Regions from separate parts of the Mus musculus genome. Here all the other regions are linked to region 2. The links are chromatin contacts, called in public promoter capture Hi-C maps. All regions are on one chromosome and are shown on one strand. Each heading gives the region's core, a stretch centred on a gene start, on an enhancer-like site or on the middle of the called end of the contact. The rest is flanking DNA. Distances are from core to core; before and after follow the strand shown.

Region 1 (5,796 bases), core at 559-3,058, 4.7 Mb before region 2:
ATGTATGTATGTATTTTAGTTTGCTGTTACACAAGGCTAGCTGGCCCATCTCTGTTGATGTAGAAGTGCTTAGATTGTATATACCCTTGCTGTACAGCCAGCTTTTATGTGGGTCCTGGTATTTGAACTTAAGACTTCATGGTTGTGGCCAGTGATTTAGTACATTGTCACTTTAGGGAGGGTTTTTATCAGCAATGCCACCTTTGCAGGGCTTGGGGCACTTGTATAACCCTTCATGGATATTAAAGTTGCTTTTATTTTTACTGTTACAAATAGGGATGGTTGCCAGGTGGTGGTGGCAGCACACACGTGTCTCTAATCCCAGCACTTGGGAGGCAGAGGCAGGCAGAATTTTATGAGTTTGAGACCAGCCTGGTTGGCAGACCTAGTTCCAGGACAGTCAAGATTTCACAGAGAGAGCCTGTCTTGAAAGAATCAAATCAAACCAAAACAACAAAACGACACCCCCCCCCCCAAAAAAAAAAGAAAAACCCCACAAACAAATAGAGATGGCTTCTGGGATGGTTAACCTTCACTGTGAACTTGGGTTAACAACCCTCTAGGAGTTAGATATGCTCTGGCTGTGACTAGGAGGGAGTTTACCGAGAGGATGAACTGAAGACAGAAGACTCTGAGTATGGGAGGTGCTATTCCATGGGTTTGGCTCCTGCATTGGGTAATTAAAAAAAAAAAAAAAAGTGAAGGCCAGCTGAGTGTGGAGAGCCTTTAGTTCTTGCCACCACAGCTGTTGGCCAAGAGCAGTCTGGGAATGAAGTAGTAGGACAAACTCTTTTCTTTACTGTTTTGGTTCTGGGGGGCGGGGGCATTTTAAGTGTCACAGGCTGGTCTGGAATTCCTGACCCTCCCCTCCAACACCTCCAGAGGGCTGCGATTACTTACAGACTTGTGTGACACCTGGGTAATTTGGTGATTAGGATCAAAAGCTTGCTTCTCCTGTAAGTGCTCTGCTATTGAGCTGCAATCATTACCTTTTCTGGGGTTGGTGTGGGAAGGTTTGAAACAGGGTCTCAAGAAGTTAGGAGGTGACCTTGAACTCTGGATCCTCTGTCCTACGGCTCTCTTGATGTGGGGTTATATCTCTTCTTTTCTTTCTCTCTCTCTCTCTTTTTTTTTCTTTTCTTTTGATCTCACTCGGAAGCCTAGGTTGATCGGAACTCATTAGCTATCCCAAACTGGCTTCGAACTCAGCAGTTCCCCAGCCTCAGCGACCCAAATGGAATTACCAATGTGAGCTACTATGGCTGCTTCAGGCACCTCTCTGTTCTCCCCACCCCCCGCTATTAAAATTTTTTTAGTTGTAGTCAGGTTCTAAAACGTCTAGGCTGGACTTTGTCAATCGTCCTGCCTCTTCTTCCTGAGCAGTTGGTTTTACAGGTCTATCCGGCAGGCCTGGTTCTGTTTTTTGTGTGTGTATGGCTTGTGCCTGCTAACCCCAATTCCGTCACTTTCTGGGTGTGTCGCTTGGTTTTTATCGAGCCACAGTTTCCTGCGTTGTTTTTTTTAAAAAAAAAAAAAAAAGGGGGAGGGGGGATGGGTGAGTAGGTGAGTGAGTGACAATGTTTGGCACGCGCGTCCGGTACCAAGAGGCCCGCCAAGTTACCCTCCATCGGTATTTTCGGCTCCCGGGCGTCCCCAGCAGGCCCTTCGCGCGGATCCAGGGCCACGTGAGAAGCTCCGCCACATATCGCTCCCAACCAACCACAGAGCTTCGTGAGGCGTAGGGGCACGCCCCAGAACGTCGGACCAACAGGCGCGCTCCGTCTTGCCCGAAGTCACGCCCCTCTCCCGTTGGAGCAATCGGCGCCGTCCCTGACGCCGGCTCCGCCCCTGCCGCACGCCGGCCGCCGGCCGCTGGGCAGGTTCCGCGGAGCTGACGCCGAGGTTGCGAAGTAGGCGGCGGGGCCGAGGCCTTGGATGAGGGCGCGGTGCGGCGCTGGGCCGGGTCAGCTGGAGGAGCGGAGGTGACTTCCGGCGCGCGGCTCCGGAGGCCAGTGGCTCCCTCAGGCCCGGGGCGGGACGGGGCGGCGGGAGGCGAGCGGCCACCCCGCCCGCGGCCCGCCCTTGGCGTCCGGGGCCTGCGGGCGCGTGCGGCCCAAAAGGCGGCTCCGCACGCGCTCGGCCCCCCGCGCAGGGCTTCGGAAGGCAGACCGCTGCACCGCGCCGCGCCGCGCCGGAAGCGCCTCGGCGTCTCGGGAGTGGCGCGCTGTTGACAGCCGCGCTCGCGGACTTGGGCTGCGCGTTGTTCGGGCTCGGCGCTCGGCCCGCGGACGCTTCTCGGAGCGCTGTGGCGTCCCCGAAGCCCGTAGCACTGGAATGGGCAGACGACAGGAACGGGAAAGGTCAGTGGGGCCGATTCCCGCCGTTGCCCTAGCGGCTTCCCGGCGGTGTGAGGCGAGCAGCCGCCAAGGCTGCTGCTACAATCGTCGTTCCTCTGTCCCTGGCAGGTGCCCATGGCGTCGGAGCGGCGCAAGGTCAAGTATCACTGGGGCAGCACGTCGGAAGGGTGTCCCAGCAAGCGCAGCCGCCCCCGGGAGCCCGGCAATGTGGCCCCCTCCAGCCGGCCAGGTCGCAGGTGTGCGTCGCGTCCTCGAGGGGCCAGCAGCCCCCAGCGTCTGAAAGTCCGGCGCGGGGACGATGTGGCCCGCGCTCCTCGGAGCTCAGTCCGCCGTCGCACCTCCTCTTCCTCTTCTTCGTCCTCTCTCTCTTCGGGCTCAGGTGTGGGTGAGGCCGCTTCCCCTGGCTTCCTGATTGCGAGCCCTCGGAGACTATTTACGTCCAAGGGGTCCCCTCTGCACCCTGCCCACTCCTCTCTAGAAGAAATGGCTTCTCTACGGAAGGAAGCTTGTAGCGTTAAGGTACGTGGCAGCGACGTCTGGCAAACAGTGAAGTCCCTTGCACGTGGTTTGAGGGGTGGAGAGAAGACATTTGGTGGGAAGAGAATAAAAATTAGATCTTTCCTGTGGAGGGCCTGGTGTGTGTGTGGGGGGGGGCGAGGGGGAGGGTGTTGAGGGGTAGAGCTCAGTATGGAGGGGGTTTTCAAACTTGGTGGCATTTGGAACTACTAGGAAAGCCTGATAATGGTTGTGGTCTGCCATCCCAGAGAGAGTGATTATAGATAGTTTGGAGGGATCTCTGCAACCTTCGAGTGATTGTAAATGGACAGTGGAACTGGAGGATCAGCACAATGGAAGGTGGAATAATGCCCAGGAAAGATGATGTAGATTTCGGTCAATTTATAGAGTTTGCCCTTGGGGCTGGAGAGAAGAAGGCACATACAGCTGCTGAAGGAGGACACAGGTTCTGAGAGCCCAGGTCAGGTGGTTCACAAGCCCCTGTAATTCCAGCTCCCATTCCTCGGGCTCCCATGGGTATCTATCTTCATGTGCACTTAACCCACATACGTGCACTTAATTAAAAATAAAATTAAATGGTCTTTGTACTTAGAACCGCTCTGAATTGCAGCTCAGGAAATGGACTCTTAGTGTGGCTTTTCACCAAAGTTGTGGATTTCTGCATGTTGGCATTCTCTGTTTGGTTAACAGGGTTTTGGATTTTTGAGACAGGGTCTCCTATAGACCAAGCTGTCCTGAATCCCACAGATCCCTGCCTGCTTTAAAGGTGTATGTCACTACACCTGGCTTGGGTACTTTTTTAGTTTATTAGTAGTTATCTTTGGAGATCAGCTCAAGTCTAGTTCCGCAGGGGAAACACACCGGGATTTGTAAGTTCTTGGAGCAGATTGGGGGATGCTTCTAAAGCAGACCTGCATCAGGTTTTGAGTGCCAGGCAGTGTTCTAGGAGTGTGAGGTTCTTCAGTAACTGCAAAACAAAGGTCCCTACTCTTCTACTGATACTAAAATGTAGATTTTAGAGTTCTGGTAGTCTTAAAAAGTGTGTATGTAGAAGAGTGTAAACACAATGAGAAAGTCTCATTTTGGGGGAAGATGGGCTGCCCCTAGGAAAAACAGCAAAGGTAGTCTAAGGAAAGGGAGTTTAACACCTTTCCTGATGGTTTCTTTTTTAGAAAGGTTCATTTAGTCTAGGTTGAACTCCATATGTAGCCAAGGAGGACCTTGAACTCCCAGTCCTCCATCTCTCCCTTCTGAGTTCTGGAGGCACAGGCATGTGTCACTGCATTTGACTTTCTTGGTGGGTTCATAGATGAAGCAGAGTCTTGGCTGTTTAACTCGGAAAGCTCTTTGTCTAAGTGTTTTTCTTCCCTTTTCTTTCTTTCTTTCTTTTTTTTGAGTTTTTCGAGACAGGGTTTCTCAGTATAGCTCTGGCTGTCCTGGAACTCACTCTGTAGACCAGGCTGGCCTCGAACTCAGAAATCCACCTGCCTCTACCTCCCAAGTGCTGGGATTAAAGGCGTGCACCACCACACCCGGCTTCTTTTCTTTTTAAATTTATTTATTTTTATTTCATGTGTATTGGTCTTTTGCCTGAATGTGTGAGGGTATCAGGTTGCCTGGAACTGGAGTTACAGACAGTCGTGAGCTGCCACGTGGATGCTGGGAATTGAACTTGGGTCCTCTGAAAGCGCCATACCCACCTCTCCAACGCCAAGTATATTGTTTTCTAATCACATGCTCTACAACTGAGTTTCATCTTCAGCCCATGTCCCATGTTTTCTCATTAATAGAGATTATAGCCTGATCTCTGGAGGGCAAGAGGAATTTTTCTAAGTTCACAAATAATGGCGAATTGAAAAGTTATCTTTGGCAGAATAGTACTGACTGTGGCTCAGATTAAGTCAGGTAAATACGAACCTTTGCTCATACAACTTAAGTTTGTTACTAGTTCATCCATGTGGGTTTTGGACAGTATTGATGCTAGATGATTGCATTTTTGACACAGAACCCCAGTGTCAGGGACAGGAATTTTCAGGCTCAGGCTATGCTGCCTGTTGCCAGTTAGTTGAGGGTATGGCCTCTGATCTGTTTGAGTCTAATCCTAGCCTGGTTTTATCTTTCATGAAGGCCGCTGGGGTCTCCTTTGGTAGTTATAGTCAGTACTTGAGTGTTATTGTATGCCCAACATTCTTTTGGGTCACGGAGCCAGGCGCTGTGTGATGAGAGGCCTGGGAAGATTCCCCTTGACCTTAGGAAGTGTAGGCCTCCTTCCCTGTGACCGTGTTGGTCTTGAGTCTCAGGTGTTGTGTGCTGGCACAGCTGAAGGACATTGATGAGACCATTTTCCCAGGCCGCCTCAGGTTGCTTACTCATTGTCCTACCCAGCCCTGCCTTCTTTAACTTCAACAGGTGCACACTTGGCTTTGTGTGCTCCAAGCTTTCAGCTCAGAGCTCTCAGTGTCAGCACACAGAGTGTTCAAAAGGAAGATGTTCCAACATTTTATTTTATTTACTCCCTGCTGAGTTTGCCTTGGGACCTCAATATGCTAGGCAAGTCTCTGTCACTGAGTTATATATTGCCTGCTGCTGTTAATAGACAGACCTGAGGTCCACCTCACTTTGCCCTCTTGTTATCTCTTTTTTTTCTTTTTTGGTTTTTCGAGACAGGGTCTCTTGTTATTTCTTAAGTCAGAAGTTGACTCTTAGGTTTATATTGAGAGGGTCTCACAGCTTAATTTGGCCTTGAAATCCTGATCCTCTTGTCTGTGCTGGGAGGGGTGTCCTGCTGCAGCTTCCTGTTCATTAGGCCTCGTGGGAAGTAACTTCTCTCTCTCTCTCTTTTTTTTTTTTTTGGTTTTTCAAGACAGGGTTTCTCTGTATAGCCCTGACTGTCCTGGAACTCACTCTGTAGACCAGGCTGGCC
Region 2 (5,498 bases), core at 435-2,934:
ATTCTTCAGTAAAGATAAAACAGATGACTAAAAAATAAAGTTAATAATCAAACACATCATGACACTGACTTGGCTTTAATGTTTAAGAGAATTAAGGGGAACCATAGTGACGAGATGTTATAAAACAAGTCAGGTGTAGGAGACAGGGTAAATGTTCTATCAACTGGCTATTGAACTTGTGCTCTGAATCTGTTTTCTTATCCACAGATGAGAATAATTCCTAACTTCTTAATGCTGTTGAAAGAATTCAATTAGGTAACATTTAAAGAAAACTGCTGGCTATATATTATTATCTCCCTAAATACAGTTATTTTAGTATTTTACATTAAAAGTATTGGGGGGGAACCACCAACACTTTAACTGCCATGGAGATATGCAAAGTTTAGGAGATTTTTTTGTGTGTGATCTAAATTGTGTAAATTCTTCTTCTTGGACAAGAAAGAAAGAAGGACAGAAAGAAAGAAAACAAAGAAAAAAGTGGGGAAAGGCAAAGGGCAGGTGTTAGAGGGAAAATGTTTCTTTGACAGAGCTCTGACATTTTAGGAAAAGCCATACGGCATGCCTACTATGGCATGCCTACGTCCTTCAGACCTGAGTTAAGACTCACAAGGCAAATGCCATCTGGGAGAGGCTCCCAGTACTTAAGGGAAGACCCACTAACCCCAGGTAAACACACCTGTGAAAGGACCTCGCCATCCGCACAGCTGACTGCACTGCGAAAGCTTTGGGGTTTCTCTTCCGGGCATCCTCTTCATCTCCAAGCTGTAGGTCTTGCAGGTGCCGTTTCTTTTTCTTCTCAGCTTTAGGCCCACTGTGCTTCTTCCTATGTTTCTTGTGGTCCTTGGTCTCCATGGTGGCTATTTATCTACTACAAATAAGTCTTACCTACACGGAACAGGGAGGACGGTGGTGGTAATCAATTATAATCAGGGTAACACAGGAGGGCAGTAATTTAATTTACTTAAGTGCTGATGTATTTGTTCATTGAATGGAGGTAGAAAATGTTTAGCCAGTATCTTCAAATTCACGTCCCTTTCTTACGCCATAAAGTATAAGAGTTAGCAGCACCAACACTATCCTTCTTATGTTTTATGTTGAAGCCATTTCGACAGTGCTCATTTTTTGTAATGACAGAAATACATCCTACCTGCTGTTCTCAGTACAGAAGCCTTGTGAACTACACGTGGTTACAGAGAATTTCAAGCGTACCTTCGGAAACTGAAAACTATCTTAAGTTTAAATTAATTTTAAACTTAGTCGCACGTGACTAGTGCCTACTATTCTAGGTAGCTTAGGCTGAAGTGTCCTTTTAACTTAAAACGAAAACAAACATACAAGTTTAAGACATCCGAACAGTGCTGAGCAGACTCGCCTCTCAGCTCCTGGAGGAAGCACATTTTCCCCTCCCGGTGATCTATTTTTGCTGGGAGAAGAACACGCAGCCGAGCTGGGCAGGAGCCCTCCCTGCTCGAGTGACCCGCTCCCCATCCAGCACTGCACGAACCCACGCCCTCCACACTCCCGGGAGCACCTCTCCGGCGGCCGAGAAACTTGCCTTCCAGCCCAGACGCAGCCTGGGAGCAGCCTGTCGGGAGGTCGAGGACCGACCGAACCGGGAAGCCGACGGGGCTCGCGAAAGCACTCGGACTCACGGCAGCAACCGCTCCAGCCCGCAAGCACGACGCCGGAAGCGGAAACTGTCCTTCTGCTTGTACCCGTCGGAGGGAAACGAGCAAAGAAGAGGGGAAAAAAAGGAACCCGTGGACGGACGACTTTCAGGGGAAAGCCGGAAGTAAGCTCTGGGTTGGCTGAGGGTTGCGCAAGCGCACTTTCAGATTTCGCACGGACTGCCCTCTCCTTCGGGTCCCAGCCACTCTGAGAGTCGGGCTCTCAGCCAGCGCGACCTGGCTTCAGAGGATCCGCGCGGCGCTGGGCCCTGGCCCGCTTATTTGAGTAGCAGAGGAACGCTGGAAGGACGCCCGAGTCATCGCCAGTCCCAACTTGAAAGCTGTGAATTCCGCCGCCCCATCCGCTAGGCTACCGCTCCCTGTCACCGCTGCCAGAGCTGTCCTCACGGGTTTTCAGCGCTCTGCTGCCCTCTTGTGCCAGGACCGACGGGCTGAGGGCAGGGTGCTCCTCTGTGCTCCTGGAGAGGGCGTTTTCTTCAGAAAACGTCTTAGCTTGCCATTTTGTGTGCATGTGTGGCTATGTGTGTCGTGTGTCTTGTGTCTCTGTGCTCAGCCTTGCATCCCCAGGACTCAGTCCAGTCCTGGGGAATAGCCCTCAAACCCCCAGTCCCGGTTATTTGCTACAGTTATGCTGGACTCAAAACTGAGCTCATCTCAAGGAGAATAAGAAGTAGGGTTTTTTCCTTGCGCCAAATAAGAGTGACTGCGGCCTGGGAATACGGATTCAGGTTCCCACAAAATAGCATGTTCATGCAAAACACAGCTCTCACCTCAATGAGCCAAGAACATGGGTTCAGTTGCCTCAAAGTCTCCCATTTTGTACCTTTTAATAGCACACCAACACAAAACAGCTCTAAAGGTTCATATGGAAATTATGAAACAAAATCAAAGGTTTAGCAAATGATAGTTTGTGAGGTTGGCCCTCCTATTTCTCTCTCCCCATCCTTTGACTATCATTCCAGTGACCATCATTCTAGCCTTTCTGCACATTCCAGAGCAACGCCCCAATTTCTGCAGGAAGTAGTTATAGAAAAGACTACATTGCCCTTTATCATCAACAAAAGGATTGGAATGTAAGATCGCAAACTGAGGACAAATGGCTGACAGAGGTGTCTATTGAACAAGTCAAACAGCCCTCAGTCCCAACCTGTGACAGGGTCATCCTGCCTGGCAACTATCCCCCTAGCTGAACCACCAAATGAGGCCTATGAGAAATTTCTCATACAGTCCAACGCTGGAAGAACTCAGGGCAGACACCATAGTGCTTGCTAACTCACTCATTAGGCTTATGCTTGCCTTATTTTCTTACATAGCACAGTATCACTTGCCCAGGGAATGGTGGTACCCATAGTGGGCCTGGCTATCCTAAATCAATTAATAATCAAGTCCAGCCCTCCAGTCATACCTATAAGCCAATCAGATTTATGCAATTCCTTAACTGAGACTTTCTTATTGGACCATCATATGACTCTGGACTGTGTCAAGTTGACATTGAGAGGTAACTAGACAACTAGTCAGTTAGTTTTCTTAAGGCACTAAACACTAAGGACATTTTTCATAGGCATACTAAAGAGATTTTAGCATGTTTGTTTCATTATCCCCAAATGGTTGCTTAGAACGCAATGGCTAAGATATGGAGCTGCAGAACATTCTGTTACAAAGTAGATGCCCAAAGATGCTGGGAGTTAGTGGACGGGGGTTGGGTGAGAGACATGGCCTTTGACATAGGGAATGGGATCCACTTTAATTCTGAGACACTGGAGTTAAGGTGCCTGAAGGCGTGTGGTGTGAATGTTGACATTTGAGTATGCTGGGGCTTGGTGTGCATGACAAATGTGGTATCTCTCTGGGGGTAAGCTCTCGTGAGTCCTGAAATATTAGAAAATGTGTTCTATGTAATCCTCAATAAATAAAAAAACTTTTGAGTGAACAGTTTGTATCTCTAGTTAAATAGACAAGTCACATTTATGACACTAGATAAGGCCATTTTGTTCACTGATACTATTTTGTGGTGGGGGAGAGGTTCAAGCCAGAGTTTCTCTGTATAGCCCTGGCTGCTTGAAATTTGCTCTGTAGAAATTTGCTCTTTGAACTCAGAGATTTGTCTGCCCCTGCCTCCTGATGTCACCAGGAAGTGAAAGGAAGCTGAATCCTGTGTTGGAGGAGATTAAGTTGAATTAAGGGAGTAGCAACCTTGGGGCAAGATCCCACTCAGCTAAATTTAGGTCCAGACATGATAGTACAACCCTTTAATCCCAGGAGGCAAAGACAAGCAGATCTCTAAGTTCAAGGCCAGCCTAGAACACAGCAAGTTCTAGGTGAAGAAAAGCTTAAGTCCAGGCATGGTGATACATACCTTTAATCCCAGTGCTTAGGAGACAGGCATGCAGATCTCTGAGTTCAAAGTCAGTCTACAGAGCAAGTTCCAGGACAGACAAGATTAGGCAGTAAAGGAGTTGGAAAACAGAAAGCTGGTGATAATGTAGTAGAACAAGGGACTATGGTCCAGCCCCAGAAAGCAGCAGAACTTGGGAGCTTTGCCCACATAGCTCTGGCATTAGAGTCCAGAATAGAAGGGACGATTGGGACAATTGATGCCGAGTAGCTGGAGCTAAGAAATTAGTGGTAACTAAGAAGAAACCAACATCACTGAGGTGAAATCTTCTGGGAAATTTTTTTCTGACAGCACAAAGAAGCTGTGTTCCAGATATAACCAAGTTTATACCTTGTGCTGCAGCTGGACATGGTAATGTGTAAGAGTCTCCCAGTTGGTACTGGTTTTGAAGGTATGAAGGGGTCATAAAGAGCAGCTGAGGCCTGGCACTGTAAGAGACCATGGAATATAGTTGATGGCCTAGGACTGAAGAGATCATGTAAAGGATTTGAGGCTTGGCACCGTGAAGAGAGCTTTTAAGAGACTATTGGTGAAGCCTAGTTGCAGCAGAAGACACCAGTGTACTAGAGATGCCAAGACCATGGATGATTACCAAGAACAGCAGCAGCAATGGAGTGGTGTCAACCAGAGCCTACAATGCTACAGAGGGGAGAGCTGGAGATTTGACCCAAGCCCTTTGGAAGAGACCACAAGATCGTGTGTAGATCCCAGATATTGGAACAAGAAGCTGTGAATTTGAAGTTGCCTTTGAGATCCGAAGATGTTTGAGATGCCAGAGCCATGGGATACCTGCCAAGGAAAGCTGCAAAGAGGGAGTGGAACCACCCCAGCCCTGGAGAAAGAAGTGTGTTGAGTTCTACATAGATGAAAAAGAAGTGGAAATCTGAAGACCACTTTGACATCAGACATGGAGATATTTGGAGTTTGCCCAGCTGGTTTCCTGTCTTGCTTTGGGGATTACAGTTAAGTAACTGGATGAATGTCAGAAGAGACTTTGAACTTTGGACTTTTAACATTATTGAGGCTGTGATAGACTATGGGGGCTGAGTTCTACATAGATGAAAAAGAAGTGGAAATCTGAAGACCACTTTGACATCAGACATGGAGATATTTGGAGTTTGCCCAGCTGGTTTCCTGTCTTGCTTTGGGGATTACAGTTAAGTAACTGGATGAATGTCAGAAGAGACTTTGAACTTTGGACTTTTAACATTATTGAGGCTGTGATGGACTATGGGGGCTTTGGAAGTTGGTCTAAATGTACTTTGCATTATGCTATGTTTAGGTATGGCCCCCATAGACTCATGCATTTGAACAAGCCTATTGGGGCCAGGGAGTGGAATGTAATGGCTTGTATATTTGTGGCTCAGAGAGTGGCATTATTAGGAGGTGTGGCCTTGTTGGAGTAGGTGTGTCAC
Region 3 (5,206 bases), core at 1,341-3,840, 3.9 Mb after region 2:
TTTCATGGCATTATTATTCAAAATCACAGTAACTCCACAAAGTATCTAAGAATCTTCCTCTGAGGTCTTAGAACTCCCAAGTCTGTAATTTATCTTCCTCACTCCATCTTTTCAAGCTCGTCACTGTTTCAAAAGGAAAAACCTTTCCATTAACCCTCCTGGCTACCATTAAATAAAACACCAGACTATAACAAGCCACCTCACAACCCTACAATACTAAAACCACCTTAGGTCCCCCAGCACGTTCCAACAGTTCACACTCCACCCATTCAAAGCTTGCTGTTACTTCTATCTCCATCTATCTATGGTTCTCATGCTAACAATGGACAGCATTTCTGGTGAAGCCTCTAGTTGCTTTCGTTCCTTGGCCCCTACAGACCCTTCACCTGTGCTATTTTTATAGTGCTGTATGGTAAATATCACAGCCCCCATTTTATAATAGAGGGAACAAGGATCTTCTGTGTATCGAGTCTTTACACTACTTTGTCTCTTCCCAGAACAAAAAAAGCAAACAACAACAATCTGTCATCAAAGCAGTGTCTGTCACTCGGTGTGAGCATTTCCTATCCTCATTTCACGGAGGAGAGTCCTGAGACACTGACGAGGTAGACAGAGTGGACAGGTCATGGAAGTGGATAAATGTTGGGGACACAGAGCTAGACTACTGCCCAAATATCCAAAGTAGCTGACTGGCTGCTCGCCAAGCTCCTAATTAAAGCCTCGGGGCTGTTACTTCTCCTTATATAACTCCAGTGTCCCTATTAGCAAATAAGGCAACAAAGTGAACAGGTTACATACTCCCAAGTAAGTAGCATTCTAACTGAGACGAGTAAAATTCAACTTTACTAAAGTGTAAGAATTTACCCTCTGGCAGCTACATTAAAACCAGCAAAAAATAAATTAAAAGAAAAATACATATCAAAAAAAGGAAAAGAAACAAGAGAAGCAAGCAGAAACACTCTTCTAAAGCGGCTGAAAATGACATCATTTTACTCCTTAGTTTTCATTCTTTCGTTAAACTTACACTGTGTATTCTTTATTTTTGATACACTGAGGTACTAGAACTATCAGGTCTCCCAAGTACTATTTGGCTTGGGAATATAAAAGTCCGACCATAATTTCTGCTAGGGGCTATCTCTAGTTTCATTAGATGAATGGATTTATCTCAGGAATTAATCCCAAACAAGTAAACAAAAGTCAAAAGTCTCAACCTTGGCCCCTGAAGTGGAGTTTTCTCTGGATTCTCTTCCCAGCATCTCTACATCACTTAACTCTGGGACCGAACAAATGCCACTCCACACACGGATAAAATGAAAGAGGTACAGAGAGGGTATTCTATCAACTTCAGTCTACCTTTCTCCCCACATCTTTTGCCAAAATATCAAAGCACTAAACAGATACAGACCCATGAATCCTCAATATCAGCATGTGAAGGAAAAAAAGTGGGTAAGGATTAGAGGCAGCATGGCACAGTTGTACAGATTACTGGAGTTATCTCACTGCACTCAGAGACGTAAGACCCTGTTACTTGCAATAGAGCCTTATATAAAACACGTTCATCAATTCGATGACCCCCTCATTTCCCCCAGATAATGAAACAGAGAGGGCCAATTTTAAAGTCTTTTCACCAGGGAAACTGCCATCAAAAACCTCGCAGGCACACAAATCTATCTTAAAATCCTCATTTTTCAATGAATGTTGTGAGTTCCAGATTCAGTATAGAAAGTGAAGAGAGCACACCGTTTAGGTGGCAAACTCAATCAAAAATTAAAACTAAGAGTCAAAGGCCACCCTAAACGTTCCCACCTTTTGGGTGTGGGTGTGTTTAAGGACTCAACTGGGGAAGACGCACACCGATGGGAAGGAACTAGAAATTAATATTGAGGTAGACATACTACTGGGCCTATTGGGTCAGGTGTTGGAAGAAGTCAATACCCTTGAGTATAAAACTCTGTTGCAGTAAGAATGGAGTGAGAAGCAAGGGTTGAGGGGCGCCTCGGAAAGACTCCCAGGGGTTCTTGTTCTTCACAGAAGCGTGATTAAAAAAAAAAAAATGCATTTCCAAAGAGAAATCAAACACACCAGGAGAAAGGGGTGGATACAGTGCTGTGCCCGAAGCGAGCGGACTTGGTAAGCAGGGAAATGTATATTCTAATAGTAGGGAGCCAAGCAGGGGAGGCACAGAAGTCGAGGAACTGGGAGATCGGGGAGCCCGGCGGAGCGCGAGAAGCAGGGAGATAACCAGACAGCATGCTCGGATGGAAGGACCAAAGTCGGGGAAGGGAGAAATGAATGAGAAGCGGTCAGAGGCAACGAGGTGACGGACAGACAGCACCGAGCACAGCGAGCGCAAAGCACGAAGACCGGGACGCGCAGCACCCAAGCACCGCAAAGCGCAGCAGAGCGGGAGGCAGGAGCGCGGCTGGGGGAGGTACCTGGGCGTTGCACACGCCGAGGTGGCTGAGGAAACATCCCCGCGCCGCCGAGACCCCGGGATGCGGCCCCTCCCCGGCCCGCGGCCGCCCGGTTACCTTCGCGCCCGGCTCCGCACCCGAGTCCTCGCGGGGGGCGTCCACCTCAGGGGCGGGGGAGGGGGGGGGGGTCGCTCGGCCTCGGCGGCGGCGCGCCGCCTCCTCCCCTTCCTGGAGGGGCGGGGGCCCAGGCGCGGTGGGAGGTGCCCGGCGCGGCCGCCGCTCCCCGCCCCTCCCGCCGTCCGGGTGCTGGCCGCGCCGCGGCTCCGCCAGGCCGGGGGCTCGCGCGGGCCTGTCACTTCCTGCCCCGCCGCGAGGGTGGGGGGCCGAGGCCGGGGGGCCGCGGGCCGGCGGGGAGGGGGCTGCGGGGAGGTGCTTCCGGGGCAGCCGACCCCTCCTCCGGCCCGCCCCCTCCCCGCGCCCGCCCTCGCGCGCGTCCCTCGCTTCCTGTCGGCGCCCGTTGCCATGGCGACGCTGCTCCCCGGCCTCCGCGCTCTAGGCCCGAGTGGGGTTTTTTTTGTTTGTTTTTCTTTTTCTTTTCTCCCCCTGGCTCTGGCTCTCTTTCTCCTCCTTTCTTCCCCCCTTCTCTCTCTTCGAATTCCGCTCGCCGTCTGAAAGCAGACGTCTAAGAAAGCGCTGGCCTCTAGAGGGGGACTCACCTCGGAGAAGAGAGGGAGATGGGGAGAGGGGAGGGAAGTGACGTGAAAGGGGGGGAAAAAAAGAAGGTATTTTCTGCAGCTTCTGGGAATAGGGGCTCGAAAGAAAGGATCAAAGGGACCAGCAGGCACAGAGGGAGGAAGCGGAGCAAAGACCCTTGAGAAACGACGGCCTGTGAAAGGAAATAGAGCAAAGGGAAGGGAAGAGGAGAAAAGAAAAACTTTGAGATAGAGGGAACGGCGAGAGAATGCTGAGTGTTTAATCCCTCGCCCCAACTCCAAGAAGGCGGGAAACAACGCCGCACAGAAACTGAACCCGTTAGAAGCAGCAGTTCATTAAAAAGCAGGAACCTGAAGCAACTTGCTTTGAATAATACTTAAGTCTGTGACGTCAGGGTTGATTGTGTGCTTCGGAATCTCTTTAAGTCACACGCACACGTGAAAGAATCACAACGCCCAAAACAATGGAAAAGGCGGGGTGTAAAGAGATGAACAATGGTGCTGCCTTTGGGAAGGCTGAGCATATGGTGGGGGAGGCCCGTTTTATTTGCAACACAAATTTAACAGGATTTAATTATTCTCAGTCTCTCAGAGCTCTTAGAACACCTACTGTGTGCTGGCCACTCTTGGAAGCTTTTTTTTTTTTTAAACCAGAGCATTGTTAGCAAAGACAGCTGCTCTCCTTAACCTTTTACCTGCCGTAGGGTGTTACCTTGTGATAATAGCTGGGATTTGTATCTTTTGCTAACCTCAGCCATAATTAGTTGTTTTCTTGAGCCCACTCTAGATTGAAAACCCAGGTGTAATTAATTTGTATTTAAGGGGGGGGGGGGGGGGAGAGGCATTCTCATTATAAATTGATGCATTTGTGTTTGTTTCAACTCCCTCTCTTAATTGGTATAGCCAGATCTCCGTAAAGTAAGATCTTTAGGAGGCTTCTAGGAACCTGTTAAACGGGTATGCAAATCCCAAAGGGCAGCCAAAGGACTGGAGAGGCAGGAACATGGGTGTGGAGAGGTGAAAGGGTTTGCTGCCGAGCCAAGGATGATAGGTGTTGGCTGGGGATGAATGGGAACATTCTGGCAAGGAGATCTGGTGGTTAAAAAACAGGTGGAGCAGGACCCACTTCATTCAAACCTAGAACTTTGGCAGGTCAAGGTTAAAGCTTCCTTGCGGAGACTTACAAATGGCGTTTTGAGCCTCAACAGTATTCAATATCAAAGAACAACCTAAAGATGACTTTCAGATTTATATACCCTGCCAGGATAAGAAACAGGGCTTCTATAGGAAAACTCAACATCAATGAATCTGGATATGATCTGTAATATATAAACCCAGAAGAAAGCATCCAGATGCCAGTGCTTATGTCCTTATTTCCCCAACCTATAGGGTGTGTATAGATTATCAAGGCCCTTTCCCATTGTGCTCCACCCCTTAACAATGAAGAACTGCTAATAGAGCTACATTCCACCTCAAGTTTTTTGGTTTCTTTCTTTCTTTCAATCCAGTACCATTGGTTTCGTCATCTACTGGATGACAAAAGGGGATTGAAAAGTGGCCGAATAATTTCAGCTTCTATCTGACATTAGCCTAGGAATAACCCATTGCAGCACAAGCTATGTTGATCATGGGCCAAGAGTTCAATTTTCTTTTCTTTTTTTTTTAGAGTTCAATTTTCATGTAAAGATCTCCAAAGCTTACTGGGTCATAGGTCTAACTAATTTCCACCAAAATAAATTTAACTTAGTTATATATGTGTGTGTGTATATATATACATATATATATATATATATGTATATATATATATATATGTATATATATATATAATCAACAGCAAATTAAATTTACAGGAAAGCCTCCATCCACAAGAAAATCATTTCCATACCGAGTAACCTAGTTCACCTCCACCTAAACAAAGAGAAACAATTTTGTTCCCAGATGGATCTTAAGCTGTCCCCCCCTTCCCCCTCCCTCCCTCTCTTCCACCTTCCTCCCTGCTTCCCCCTCTTTGTTAAACTTTCTCATTTTCATTTAATGACTCTTCTGGAATTAGTCTTTTCTCTTTCAAAACAAATGGTT
Region 4 (5,654 bases), core at 941-3,440, 4.7 Mb before region 2:
TCAGTGGGACCAAGCTGGGACAGAGTTCACGCTCCCTTTCTGCATCGCAAGCGATTCTGATGGCCCAGACAGTTTATGTGAAACAAGTTATATAAGTCAAGACAAGGATTTGGCTTTAGTTACCTCTGAGGTTACTCTCTGGCCTACTATGAACCGTGAAAGGCCCATCTAGTTTTTCACCTTGTGGGACCCAGGTCTGATAGTCTGTAGAGGCCAAAAACAGTTGTGATGGACACCAGCGATTTCTCCATTTGATTTAAATCAGCCTCCCTTGATCCCCAACTAGCTAAACTCTTACATACACAACAGCCATGACAGCTATAGAGCTTGATGCTACTTCTCTGCTAGAGAAGGTAAGCTCCTTGAAACTATCTGTAGCTTTGATGCATTCGCTGTCTGTCTTAGTAAATAGGTCTAGCTGCCTAGAACTCACTGCATAGACCAGGCTGCCTCCAGCCCTGGGATTTATCTGCTTCTGCCTTGAGTGCTCGGACTAAAGGTAGGCACCATCACACACCTCAGCTTTGAATCTCTTTAAGTTATTTAGCACAATGTTTTTTACAGATAGAAAGAACTTAGTAACTACCTACTGAGTTAATAAAAGAGCAAAGACACACATCTTTTTTTTTTTCTTCTCTCATCCACTATTAAATTCTTGGGAGAGAAAAGTGGATTGAAAAGGTAGCTTCCATTTGAGACTGACATTTCTCACCATTTCCAACAAGTCACCTTTCCCAGTGCAAACTTTGCAATTACAAAGCCTGACTCCTCAAGGCAGGTGTGGTGTTGCAGATCCTTAACACTCTGGAGGATCAAGAGGGTGGATCAAGAATTCTCCAACAGCCTGGGCTATTTTTTCAGAAAGGTAGACCCTGGGAGAGTACGGCGGCAAGGCATTCAGAAGGCACACACTGAATAAGTAAGTGTGTTTCCTTGAGAATCTTAAATGCTCTGAAAAGTGTCGGCAAAGATTAGAGAAAGAGGAGCAGCACCTGCCTGGAGACAATGACATTTTCCCGTGAGCATTGGAGAGGCACCAGGAGCAATCAATTATAGTCAACAGAAAAACTAATCAATTTAAGGTGGCAGTGAAGAAAACACCCTTACCAAAACCACACTGCTGGCAACAATCTTATCTACTAATCCTCTAACCCCCTCCCCCAACACACACCAATATAAGGTGGGTGATGTGACCAAGAATTCCCCACAATCCCAACTGGCTCAAGGAAAAGTAATTTTCTATTGGTGACCCACAGGACTTTGGAAAGCTGGCATCCTTATGACCATTCTTAACCAGCAGCCATGGGTTATGATCCACACTTTGGGATGCTATGTATTTTAAAGCTCTTGGAGCAGTCCTCCGGAGCATCTTATAAGGACACTTATGCGCTTGCTGGAACACAGTAAGAAGCTGCACTCAAAACAGTTCAGCTCATCAGAATCACACCAGGTACAAACTTAGAATGAACCTGTGTATGAGTCTCCAACTTGGCAACAAAAGAGCCAAAGGCCAACAGAAGGAGGCAGCTCCTTGCACCGCTGCGCCAACCAGGGTCTAAGACTTCCAGAGTTTCATTCCCTTAGTATTATACGGAGTGGGGTGCGGTGAAAGACATACCACAGAGGCCATGTAAATTCAAAAATAAGAAACAGAAATAAAAAGCTGAGACGATGCCCTGGAGTCACTCAGCTAGGCCTGTCATCAGTTTCCCGAAGGGACCATCACACATGGGAGTCCTGTGTCCAAGCAACTGATCCCTCCACCTCCTTTGCTGAGGTAGTGGGTGGCAGGGCGAATGATGAGGAGAATTTGGATCTTAGCTTGCCACTGCCTAGCCCAAGTGTTGATGATAGTAGCATCTGCTCCGCAGGCTACGCGCAGGCAGAGGATGTGAGCGATCGTGGGAACGCACTAAGGGCTTGTCAGGCAGTAGATCCTATGATAGCTTTGGCTGTTTTTCCAATTCTGGAGGACAAGACACGAGACGGGCAGGAGGTGGGCTCGCAGCCCGGGCCTATGAGTTCCGGAAGGCCCAGTGGCCTTGCCTTAAATTCCCGCTCCGAGACCCAGAGAGAGGCAGGACAAGCAAACTTTGAGGACGTAGAGGTGGTCTGTCTCAAAGCCACGACTATCGCAGGGATCGCGACACTTACCATAGCTGCAGCAGCGGCGACCCACGGCCTCGGACGTGGCAGCTCAAAACGCTTCACTTCCGGTGCCGGCCCGCAGCCGGCAGGCTGTCACCCAGGATCTTCCGGTCAGCAACACACTCGACTCACACAAAGGTTCCGCGTCTTCTGGATCCTCGGCCCCGCCCTCCTGCAGTTCTGCCTTTATCTTGGCTACTGTTGGGCTCTGGTTGCTGTGGCGACCCTAATCCAGGGATTTTATGATTTGAAGCCGTCGCTAGCAGGTTTTTTATTTAGACTAAGTTTTTTCTGGTTCCTGAGATGCATACATAAAATGACTAGTCATTATAGCTTCACTCTCCTTTTCTGCGGGTTCCGGGTCCCACTGGCTTATCATGACCATCGTAGAGGTTAATTTCTCAAGTAGACTGGGCTAGTGCTTTGTTAGGTCTTGCTTAAGTTTCTTTCCATTTAATTTGATGTTGACTATTGGCTTGCTGTATATTGCCTTATTATGTTTAGGTATGGTCCTTGTATCCATAATCCCTTTAAGACTTTTAACATGAAGGGGTATTGGATATTGTTAAGGGCTTTTTCATCATCTAATGAGATGATCATGTGGGCTTTTTTCAGTTTGTTTATATGGTAAATTACGTTGATGGATAAAGCAATTCCACTAAATTCAGGGACAAGACAAGGCTGACCACTCTCTCACTATCTATTCAACATAGTACTTGAAGTTCTACCTAGAACAAAAAGACAATTAAATGAGATCAAGGGGATACAAATTGAAACGGAAGAAGTCAAAGCTTCATTGTTAGTTGATATGATAGTATACAAAAATGCACCAGCTTTCTTAAGGGATGGCAAGCAGAGAGTCTCAAGTCCCTGGGAGTCTGACTGTTTCAAGGGAGAACAACTGGAACCTCCCCAAACTCTTGTTTTTAGCTTTGGTGCTTACACAGCACTGAAAGGGGAACACAGAGCCCCAGGGCAGCTCCTCAGATGCACGTGGTCACATTTCCCCACCACACTTAGAAGCCAAGTGGCCCAGAGTAGAACCTCCACTCCCATTAGCTAAATCCTTTGCTGGGCAGTGGTGGCGCATGCCTTTAATCCCAGCACTTGGGAGGCAGAAGCAGGCAGATTTCTGAATTGAAGGCCAGCCTGGTCTACAGAGTGAGTTCCAGGACAGCCAGGGCTCTACAGAGAAACCCTGTCTTGAAAAAAAAAATCTTTCTGGTCGTATGTTGAAACTGGGATTGAATACCTTGGCTGAAGATAGCTACCAGCAAGATGCCAAGACTCAAGGAGTGTGAAGGCTTTTTGGAGAGGGGCCTGGAGAGTGGCAGCCTTATATCATGACACCGCCCTCACCCCTGGCTGTCACTATCACCACCACAGTGCCTTTGAGATCTCTTTCCTCCTCCAATGGAGAACTTTTACAGGGATTTGAGGAGGCGATACTTAGGGTAAAACAGAAAAGAAAGTTGAGGGGGCTCCTTGGCCTTCTGTTCTTTGAGGTGCAGGCCCCTCTGTAGCTGCATCACTAACCTTCAACTGATCGGGCCAAGTTCTTTTTCTCTGAGCCTTGCTTTTCTCCAGTGAAAAATGTTGACAACGGGCATCTAACATGTAAATATAAGGCACTGTTATTGAGGGAATTTTCTGGTATAAATTCTGAAGCTGAAGACATTGAGGATCTGGGATAAGCAACAGCAACTTAAGATATTTGCAGGTAGACTGAAAGACATGGTGTGATCAAGCTTTAGAGGGCCAACTCTGGCTACAGATGGAATGTTGTCAGCACCTCATCTCCTACTTCTAAGGGCTCATTCTTCGCCTCTTTGAGTGGCTGTCTTCTCTGCTAAGTGAAGCACAGTGCAGGTTCAGGATCTCTTATCTGAAATACTTGAAAGCAACAGTGCTTCATTTTGGTTTTGTGAACATTTGCATATGCATGAGATATTCTGGGATGGAATCCAAGTCTGAATAGAAAATTCACATTCTTTCCATATGCTTACACACATTCTTTACATATACTTGGAATATATATATATATATATATTGCTTACACACATTCTTTACATATACTTGGAATATATATATATATATATATATATTTTAATAATTTTGTGCCCAGAGCAAAGTTTGGTGGTATGGGGTTTCCTGCTTGTGGCATGATGTTGGCACTCAGAAAGTTCCAGATTTTCAGATTCAGAATGCTCAACCAGTAATACCTACTCTGAAAACTGGTGTTGGATTAAATGAACCTTGGAACTGAAACTGTGTTCAGAAGTTAGACAGAGCCACTGATACTTGACCTGGGGACCAGTTCAGCCTGTGAAGAGCTAGGATTTTGTGTCTATAACTTGATGTTTGTTTCCTAGTCTGGCATATTTCCTTTCCTGTGAGAGGCTACTAGATTCAAATGACTAGGTATGCTGGTTAGTTTTGTTTAATTTTGTTTTTAGTTTTGTTTTGCCCACTTGACACAAGTCAGGGTCATCTGAGAAAAGGGTACTTTGTTGAGTAGTTGCATCCATTCAGTCAGCCCCTAAGCAAGTCTGTTGGAGCATTTTTTTTGGTTAAGAATTGATGTGGGAGGGCCCAACCGACTGTGGTTGGTAGGTGGTTCTGAGAGGTATAAAAAGCAACCAGGAGGAACAAGCCAGTAAGCACCACTCCTCCATAGTCTCTGCTTCCATTCCTGTCTCCATTTCTTGCCCTGTTTGAGTTCCTGCCTTGACTTCCTTCAGTGATGAACTATGATTAGGATATGTAGGCCAAATACATCCTTTCCTCCTCAGGTTTCTTTTGGCCATTGTGGTTTGTTACAGCAATAGAATATAAATGAAAACACTAGGGTACCAGGATGCTCTTGGCTTCCCTCCACCTCTGTAAGGGCTGCCACCTATAATCTGTGTCCACACTTTCTACCTTCTTCCTCTGGTTTATCCCAGACAACAGCCAGGCCGTTCATAATTTTCTCCCTGCTACTTTGCTTTTGAGTAACTCTTTTCTTCCTGAGACCCTTCCTCCCAAGCCTTCCCTCAGAGACGGGTTAATGACTCACGGAAGTTCCCACAGGTGATGGGAGCTCAAAGATGTGATCTAGAGCAAAATGTCTTTCCCAACCAGAGACTTCCCCAGGTTCAAATCCATAGAGAGAGGGGACCCAGCTGTCCTTCGGAAAAAGGCCTTGGGATGTTTACCATGCCTGCGTTTCCATGTGTGCATTTATTGTTATTGCTTAGTATAGTGTTGAAAAGGCAGACAAATCCTGTTAGTTACAAAGAGCACAAGCCAGAGATACAGAGAAATAAAGAGTGTACAATAAGAGCACAGTCACTTCCCAGCCCCGATTGTCCCAGAGCCCCCCAGAGCCCAGGCAGCTTATGGAAGCTGGAGGCGGCACCATTCCCTCGCTACTCCGTTATAAAAGATGTGCACACGAGAGATAGCAGAGTGTGGTGACCCCCCGAGAGGAGGGGCCCTGGAGGGAGAGCACCACAGACGTTACA

The links. Promoter capture Hi-C pulls out the DNA fragments that hold promoters and counts their contacts.
Region 1: a contact with region 2 is called in a promoter capture Hi-C map of cranial neural crest. The contact joins the promoter of Tatdn2 here to the promoter of Bms1 in region 2.
Region 3: a contact with region 2 is called in a promoter capture Hi-C map of liver, with 2.2 times the contacts expected there. The contact joins the promoter of Phc1 here to the promoter of Bms1 in region 2. A contact is called at or near these places in 2 of 39 promoter capture datasets (liver and pre-B cells) and 1 of 484 Hi-C or Micro-C datasets (CD4 T cells).
Region 4: a promoter capture Hi-C map of liver shows a contact between it and region 2, with 3 times the contacts expected there. The contact joins the promoter of Sec13 here to the promoter of Bms1 in region 2. A contact is called at or near these places in 2 of 39 promoter capture datasets (liver and pre-B cells) and 1 of 484 Hi-C or Micro-C datasets (CD8 T cells).

What each region holds. Positions count from the first base shown.
Region 1 is chr6:113,695,242-113,701,037 of GRCm38.p6, forward strand. It overlaps Tatdn2 (TatD DNase domain containing 2), which reads left to right and starts at 1,809. Exons shown (of 8, transcript NM_001347356.1): 1 at 1,809-2,360; 2 at 2,466-2,876. The coding sequence starts at 2,472.
Region 2 is chr6:118,417,733-118,423,230 of GRCm38.p6, forward strand. It overlaps Bms1 (BMS1, ribosome biogenesis factor), which reads right to left and starts at 1,685. Exons shown (of 23, transcript NM_194339.1): 1 at 1,556-1,685; 2 at 677-885. The coding sequence starts at 852.
Region 3 is chr6:122,337,067-122,342,272 of GRCm38.p6, forward strand. It overlaps Phc1 (polyhomeotic 1), which reads right to left and starts at 2,591. Exons shown (of 16, transcript NM_001355215.1): 1 at 2,532-2,591; 2 at 1,406-1,414. The coding sequence starts at 1,409.
Region 4 is chr6:113,738,491-113,744,144 of GRCm38.p6, forward strand. It overlaps Sec13 (SEC13 homolog, nuclear pore and COPII coat complex component), which reads right to left and starts at 2,191. Exons shown (of 9, transcript NM_024206.4): 1 at 2,155-2,191. The coding sequence starts at 2,157. It overlaps Atp2b2 (ATPase, Ca++ transporting, plasma membrane 2), which reads right to left. Exons shown (of 20, transcript NM_001036684.3): 20 at 5,341-5,654.